Regions from separate parts of the Mus musculus genome. Here region 2 is linked to region 1. The links are chromatin contacts, called in public promoter capture Hi-C maps. All regions are on one chromosome and are shown on one strand. Each heading gives the region's core, a stretch centred on a gene start, on an enhancer-like site or on the middle of the called end of the contact. The rest is flanking DNA. Distances are from core to core; before and after follow the strand shown.

Region 1 (2,928 bases), core at 123-2,622:
GGCTCACCAGGGAGAAGCAGATCAGAAAGACATCCTTCAGAGGGAGGGACAGACAGAAGTGACCAAAGGATGTCCTTGCAGGTAGACAAGGCTAGCTCCCCATTCCATTCAGGAACCACCCTACACCCAGAGTTCGAGGCTAGTTCCAAGGCTAGCTCCCCACTCCATTTTGGGAACCACCCCACTCCCAGAGTCGGCCCTCTTGCCGCCTACTGTTTGAGGATAGGAGAGTGGCCGAAGCCTATCGTAGTCTTCCTGGCCAGCAGTGTCCCACAGCCCCAGGTTAACTGGCTTCCCATCCACCATCACGTTGGCTGAGTAGTTGTCGAAACTGCGAAGTAGAAAGGCTAGGCTGGGCAGGGATGCCAGGCTACTGGTGCCCAGACAGAACCCAAACTCTGGCCAGCACCCCACCTCACCACGGAAACCCAGAACCAGGGTCACTTGAACCAGCCCTGGAACCTTGGGAGGTCCCATGCACGTGTGCCTGGCCTCTAGTGGCCAGCCCCGGCTACCTCCCGATCCCCATGCACTCACACTGTGGGGATATATTCTCCTGGGAAGGCGTTGGTCGTGTAGCTGATCAGCAGGCACGTCTTCCCCACGGCACTGTAGAAAGAGGTTCAGCCCACGTGGATCAAGGACCGAGCCTCCGCCCCTTCTTCCCCCACCCCCGGCAAGGACAGCACGCTCCTACAGAGCTAGAGGTTACTTTGGGTGACTGGGGTGGGGTGGATAGGTCGTAGCTCGGTAAATCTGCGGCCACCTGGGACTAATAGAAAACGACCAGAGCAGGCTAGCCTACGAGGGAGCACAGTAGTGGGCGCGGCTGCAAGGGCTCACAACCCTGGATAGGGCACGCCGCAACGCACAGGGGCGTCAGAGCTCCAGCACCTTGGGTGGCTGGCGCGAGGGTGGAGCCACCCAGGAATCAGCACAGGTGAGGCCCCCGCCCCACCCACTGAGAGCACCGGGCAGAGGCCGGGCAGCATCAGGTGTGCCCGGGCTGGAAGAAGTGGATAGCTTCAGCTTGACCCCACCCCATCAGTCCCTGGACGCACGCGGCCGAGCTGTGGTGGGGGCGCGGCAGAGCTGCCTCGCCTGGACCCCGCGCGTCTGTCTGCCCCGCCCCGCCGAGCCGCACCCCGTAGCCGCCTACCAGCCCCTCCGCCCCTGCGGCTCGGGACAGCGCACTCACCCATCGCCAACCACCACGCACTTGATGGCCTGCATGGGCGCGGGGCCGGGCGGCGGCGGGCGCGGCCGCGAGCCGAGCTGCGGAGAAATGCCCGGCGCCGCAGCGGCCGCGGACCCGAACGCCGAGCGAGCGGCCGGAGACAGCCGAGCACCGCCGAGTGTCGGGTGCGAAGACAGCCGAGTGCGCGCAGGCGGGGCGGGGCAAGGGGCGAGCTGCGGCGGGGGCGGAGCCCCAGCCAGTCCTTGGACCCCGAAGGCTCAGGCTGAGGGTCCGCACCCAGGAACAAGGACGTGCCACGGTGTAGCTCAGGTTGGCGACGCCACAGAAATGGATGCGCCGGGGCGGCCGAGACTGATGCTTAACAGGGACACCAGCCCACCCTGCAGCCGAGAAACCCTCGTGTCTACGACCCACTACAGAGGTGGCCTTCCTAGTTGCCTGAGAGCAATCAGAGTGACCCAGTAGTCATTTTCGCGGTTGGGGCAACTGGTGCAGAAAGGAACTGGACGAGAATTTATCACCAAGTACAAAAGTTCTGTATTTCCACCCTGCCATTGGGGAGTCTGCTTCCTCCCACCGCTGTCCTGTCCTGTTTGTGGTTCTGGGACCGGGTTGTCTGAGCGCGATCCTGTATGCTTCATCGCGCCTATGCTAACGGTGAACTGTGGATGAAGTCCCTTGGACCGGCAGGTGTGCCGCTGAGCACCGATGTTGACAGAACCCTGCCCTGCAACTGCAGCTGATGCTTTTTGGACCCCGGGCCTGCCCTTGAGAATGGGATGCAGCATTTCTACCCTCGCTGGGCGCTTCGGTTCTCCCGCTTCCCTTCATTTAGGGGGACTCAAGGCTCTCAGAGGGGACCCCTGCACGTAAGCCAAGACAGCGTTTTGCAGGAAGCTTGCCCTCTGGGCCTCTTCGTCCCGGATACGGGAGATTTCTGCCTCTTTGAGCCGCAGCTTCTCTCGGAGAGATGCGTTCTCACTCTCTCTGTCCAACAGCGCCTCCCGGTGTTCACTCCCGATCACTGCAAGAGAGAGACTCAATAAGGAGGGGGTAGTAGGTGTCTTGCCTTCCTGCAGCCATGAGGTGGTGCGGCACACCTTTAATAATAATAGCTCTTGGAAGGCAGAGGCAGGCAGATCTGAGTTCGAAGGCCAGCCTGGTCTACAGAGTGAGTTATAGGGCAGCCAGGGCTACACAGAGAAACCCTGTCTCAAAAAGGGGGGGGGGGGGGGCTGGGTCTTTAGAAAGGAAATTCCCCCACTTTTACCCCCGCCAAACTCAGCTGCCCAGGTGACATGTGCTAACCTTTCATTTGACGCTCCAGGGCTGCCACCTTCTCTCTCAGCGCCTCCTGGGCCACCAGGTCAGCCTGCATACGGCCCATCTGTTCCTGCAGCTCTACTCTGACCCTGGCCACTTCGGCCACTTTTTCTTGGTCTTTGTTGATCAGCTCCTGGGATGGGGTTGGGGAGGGTGAGATCATGGCCTGGATGCAAACTCCTGGTGTCTGTGCCCCTTGATGCCAGGCTACCTGTTGCAGCTCCTCCAGACGCCGCTGCTGCCCCTCCATCTGCAGGTTCAGCTGGCTGACCCGTGCCTGGGACTCGGCTACCATCTGCTTCTGCTGCACGCAGGTGCCCTGAGCCTCGTCCCTTGCCTGTGCCAACAGCCGGATCTTTTCCTCCAGATGAGCAAGGCGGTGTTGCTGTGGGTGTGGGAATTGTTGC
Region 2 (2,928 bases), core at 298-2,797, 340 kb before region 1:
TTCCCAAGAAGAGAACACATATATGGCCCGAGGACATGAGCCATCTATCTCTACAGATGACGCTGTGTGACCACAGAATCATTCATGAAACCCCAAAAGCATGAAAGACAAAGGGATGGATTGAAGAGATGTCTCTGTAGGTAAAGCAATGGCTTTGCAAAAATGAGGGCCCAAGTTTGATCCCCAGAACCAGTGTAAAAAAAAAAAATTAAAAGCTGAGTATGATGTGCACAGTTATAATTCCAGCACTGAGGAGGTACCGCTCTCTCAGACTCACTGGCATACCTGGTGAAAGCCAGGCCAACAAAAGACCCTGCTTCAAAACTGTGAATAGTGCCTAAGGTAGGACACACACACACAAAGGGGAGGGGAGAAGATGGGAGGGAGGGGAAGAAGGAGGGAGGGGGAGAGAGGGGGAAGAGAGAGAGAGGGGGGAGAGAGGGAGAGAAAGAGAGAGAGAGAAATTAAAAATAGGATTAAGCCACAGAGGACAGAGGACAACAGGAAATAGATACCCAGCACTCCTAAATTCTCAGCAGATCCTGCTGAGGAAATTGAGAGTGACCTTGGAGCATAAATCTCTGAAAACTCTGTGGGTGAGACAGGAGATGTCACAACTTCTGATCAGAGAATGTGCAGAAGGTGACTCCTAGTGGAGCTAGGACACAAGCAGCTGTGTCTGCCAGTGAGACCACAGCAGGACTGTATACACACTGAGACCGTGTACACACCGGGGTGGGATTTTTGCACACAGACTCTCCAGAAGGCTAAGCTGCATCATCACCTGTAGACACTGACCTCAGAGTTGGAACTGTCACTGGGAAAGACTTGTAATGTTGTTGTCCCTGCCTTGTGGTTTCAAAACAAATCACCTAGTTTCACTTTCACGGTGAGTTTTCACTGAGACAACAAAGGTGTTTTAATGTTTGGGGTGAGACACGGAACCTTTAGCTGCCCTTCAAGATTCCTTACCACAGGACATCCTTGCCCCACCATCCCAAGGACCCCTACCTCCGGTCTGGTAGCCTAAGCCTTGCCGGAGGGATACTACAATCATGGGATCATGGTTATCTGATCCTCTCTCTAACGTTGGCACTAGGGATATCTGGGAACCCTGTGAATGTGGAGCCCATGCACTGTGTCCAGTGTGGGCACTAGGCTCCTGCCTTTCCCTGTGTGGTTGCCCAGAGTCTTCTTGCCTGTGATGTCCCATGCAGGGAGACAAGTCCCCCTAAATGAGCAGTCCCTGAGCCCTGAATCAAACACTGACCGCAGCCATGACTAGCCTAGGAAAAGCCTAGACTTTCTTCCCGTGCTCCTAAGGCAAGTAGCTAAAAGCCGCTTTCAATTAAAATGTTTTAATGAAGGAGTCACTCAGAAACTCATCACTGTTGTGTGGACTCAGGGTAGTTCCTGCAAATGACACTCTTTCCCGAAGTTTGTTTTCTTCCTGGATTAATGCAGTCCCTTGGGTATGAGAACGGGTGGTACTTGGACCGCCTCCTCCCTGACACGCCCTCAGGTCAGGATGAGCTCAGCAAGGGCTACACCAGAGTTCATTGCCAGAGAAGCAGGTAAGAAGCTGGAGCACACATGCAGGTGAGAACTGGAGGGGAGGTGGCACCCAGAGTGTTGGGGCTCTAAAGCATGTGGGGTGAGACCCTCAGGCAGGGTGTCCCTGGCTGCAGCCTCTCTGGGACCCTCTGTTTATTGGATGCCTGTGTCTCAGTGATTTGTCCAGAGTAAAGGTGAGGCTGAGGAGTGTCCAGGCACCCTGGACATCAGGAGCAGAGTGGATCTGTGTCTCTCCAGGTGCCTCCCACCAAGCTCCAGGAGGAGCAGGTGCAGCAGCTGGGTTCTTCGGTGTGAACTGAATGGGAAGAAGAGAACAGAGCATTCTTTCTTGTCATCTGATCATGAGTACGTAAGCCAGGGGGAGGGATTTGGTGCACACAGGTGAGCTGCAGTTGACACGGGTGAATTTCTGAGGCTGGTCACTCAGAGAATCAAGACTCTATGTTATGCTCAGTCAGTGACCTGTGTGGGTCCTGTTGTTTGGGTCTCATCTTAACATAAGTAGAAGCCAACGTCTGGCTGTGGGGTTGAAGGTTCTTCTTGTGACTTTCTTCTGCAAAATCCTTGAGGCTCCATGCATGCAACTCCCAGCTGAGCTGAAGGCCATTGTGTTGCATGGGATGGGGTCAGATCTGCTTCTATCTCCTTTGGGGCTCAGCACTCATAACTGGTGGACATAGGTCATGGCATCATTTCCATCAGGAGATCCAGCAAAGGCATTGGGAAGGGAGTGTCAGAAAGGTGACATACCATGTTGGCTGTGCCAGCTGAGTCCTGAAACAGAGATCTCCCCTAAGGAATCAAATAAAAATACAGGGAAGGGACTTAACCCACACAGTCCTTGGGCAAGAATGGCAACAAAGTCTGTCAACCCATCTTTAAGGTACTAACATGAGCTTTGGGCTTAAATAGAGGAGTGGGAAGGGTCTACATCGTTAAGAAGTCCTGGTCACAGCGTAGTCTGGTTGATCACTATCTCAGTTCTGATAGGGTGCTGCCAATAAGTCCTGGTTGAGGGATAATGGGGTTCCGAAAAGGTGGCTCCTCCTGCTGGGGTGACTGTGTTAAGGGATCTGTGAGAATGTTATTCTGACACCCTGGATCACTGCAAACTAAGAACAATGACTAGAGACTTTTCATGCATTTCGGGGGGATCTGGAACATGACACTACGAAAGCCAACAGATGCTTCAGAGACTCCCGTTCTTTGTCTCCTCAGCCATGAGGAGTTCATGGGCGTTAGACAAAGGCTCCTTGAGTAACTGCCATACTTATATGCAGAGCTGATCATGAGCTGGAGCCAAAAGAACACAGATGCAAGCAAGGTGGACACAGATTCAGCCTACTTCTGGTC

The links. Capture Hi-C pulls out chosen DNA fragments and counts their contacts.
Region 2: a promoter capture Hi-C map of liver shows a contact between it and region 1, with 4 times the contacts expected there. The contact joins the promoter of Sectm1b here to the promoter of Rac3 in region 1. A contact is called at or near these places in 1 of 39 promoter capture datasets (embryonic stem cells), 1 of 15 datasets of contacts at CTCF or cohesin (embryonic stem cells), 9 of 484 Hi-C or Micro-C datasets (CD8 T cells, the G1E-ER4 cell line, the MNK3 cell line and 4 more), 3 of 115 datasets of contacts at active chromatin or transcription factors (embryonic stem cells, fibro-adipogenic progenitors and pancreatic cancer cells) and 2 of 9 other capture datasets (adipose tissue and liver).

What each region holds. Positions count from the first base shown.
Region 1 is chr11:120,719,912-120,722,839 of GRCm38.p6, reverse strand. Rac3 (Rac family small GTPase 3) reads right to left here and starts at 1,372. Exons shown (of 6, transcript NM_133223.4): 1 at 1,199-1,372; 2 at 538-609; 3 at 214-331; 4 at 1-34. The coding sequence starts at 1,233. It overlaps Lrrc45 (leucine rich repeat containing 45), which reads right to left. Exons shown (of 18, transcript NM_153545.2): 16 at 2,733-2,906; 17 at 2,507-2,654; 18 at 1,712-2,222. The coding sequence ends at 2,026.
Region 2 is chr11:121,062,188-121,065,115 of GRCm38.p6, reverse strand. Sectm1b (secreted and transmembrane 1B) reads left to right here and starts at 1,547. Exons shown (of 5, transcript NM_026907.3): 1 at 1,547-1,599; 2 at 1,813-1,920.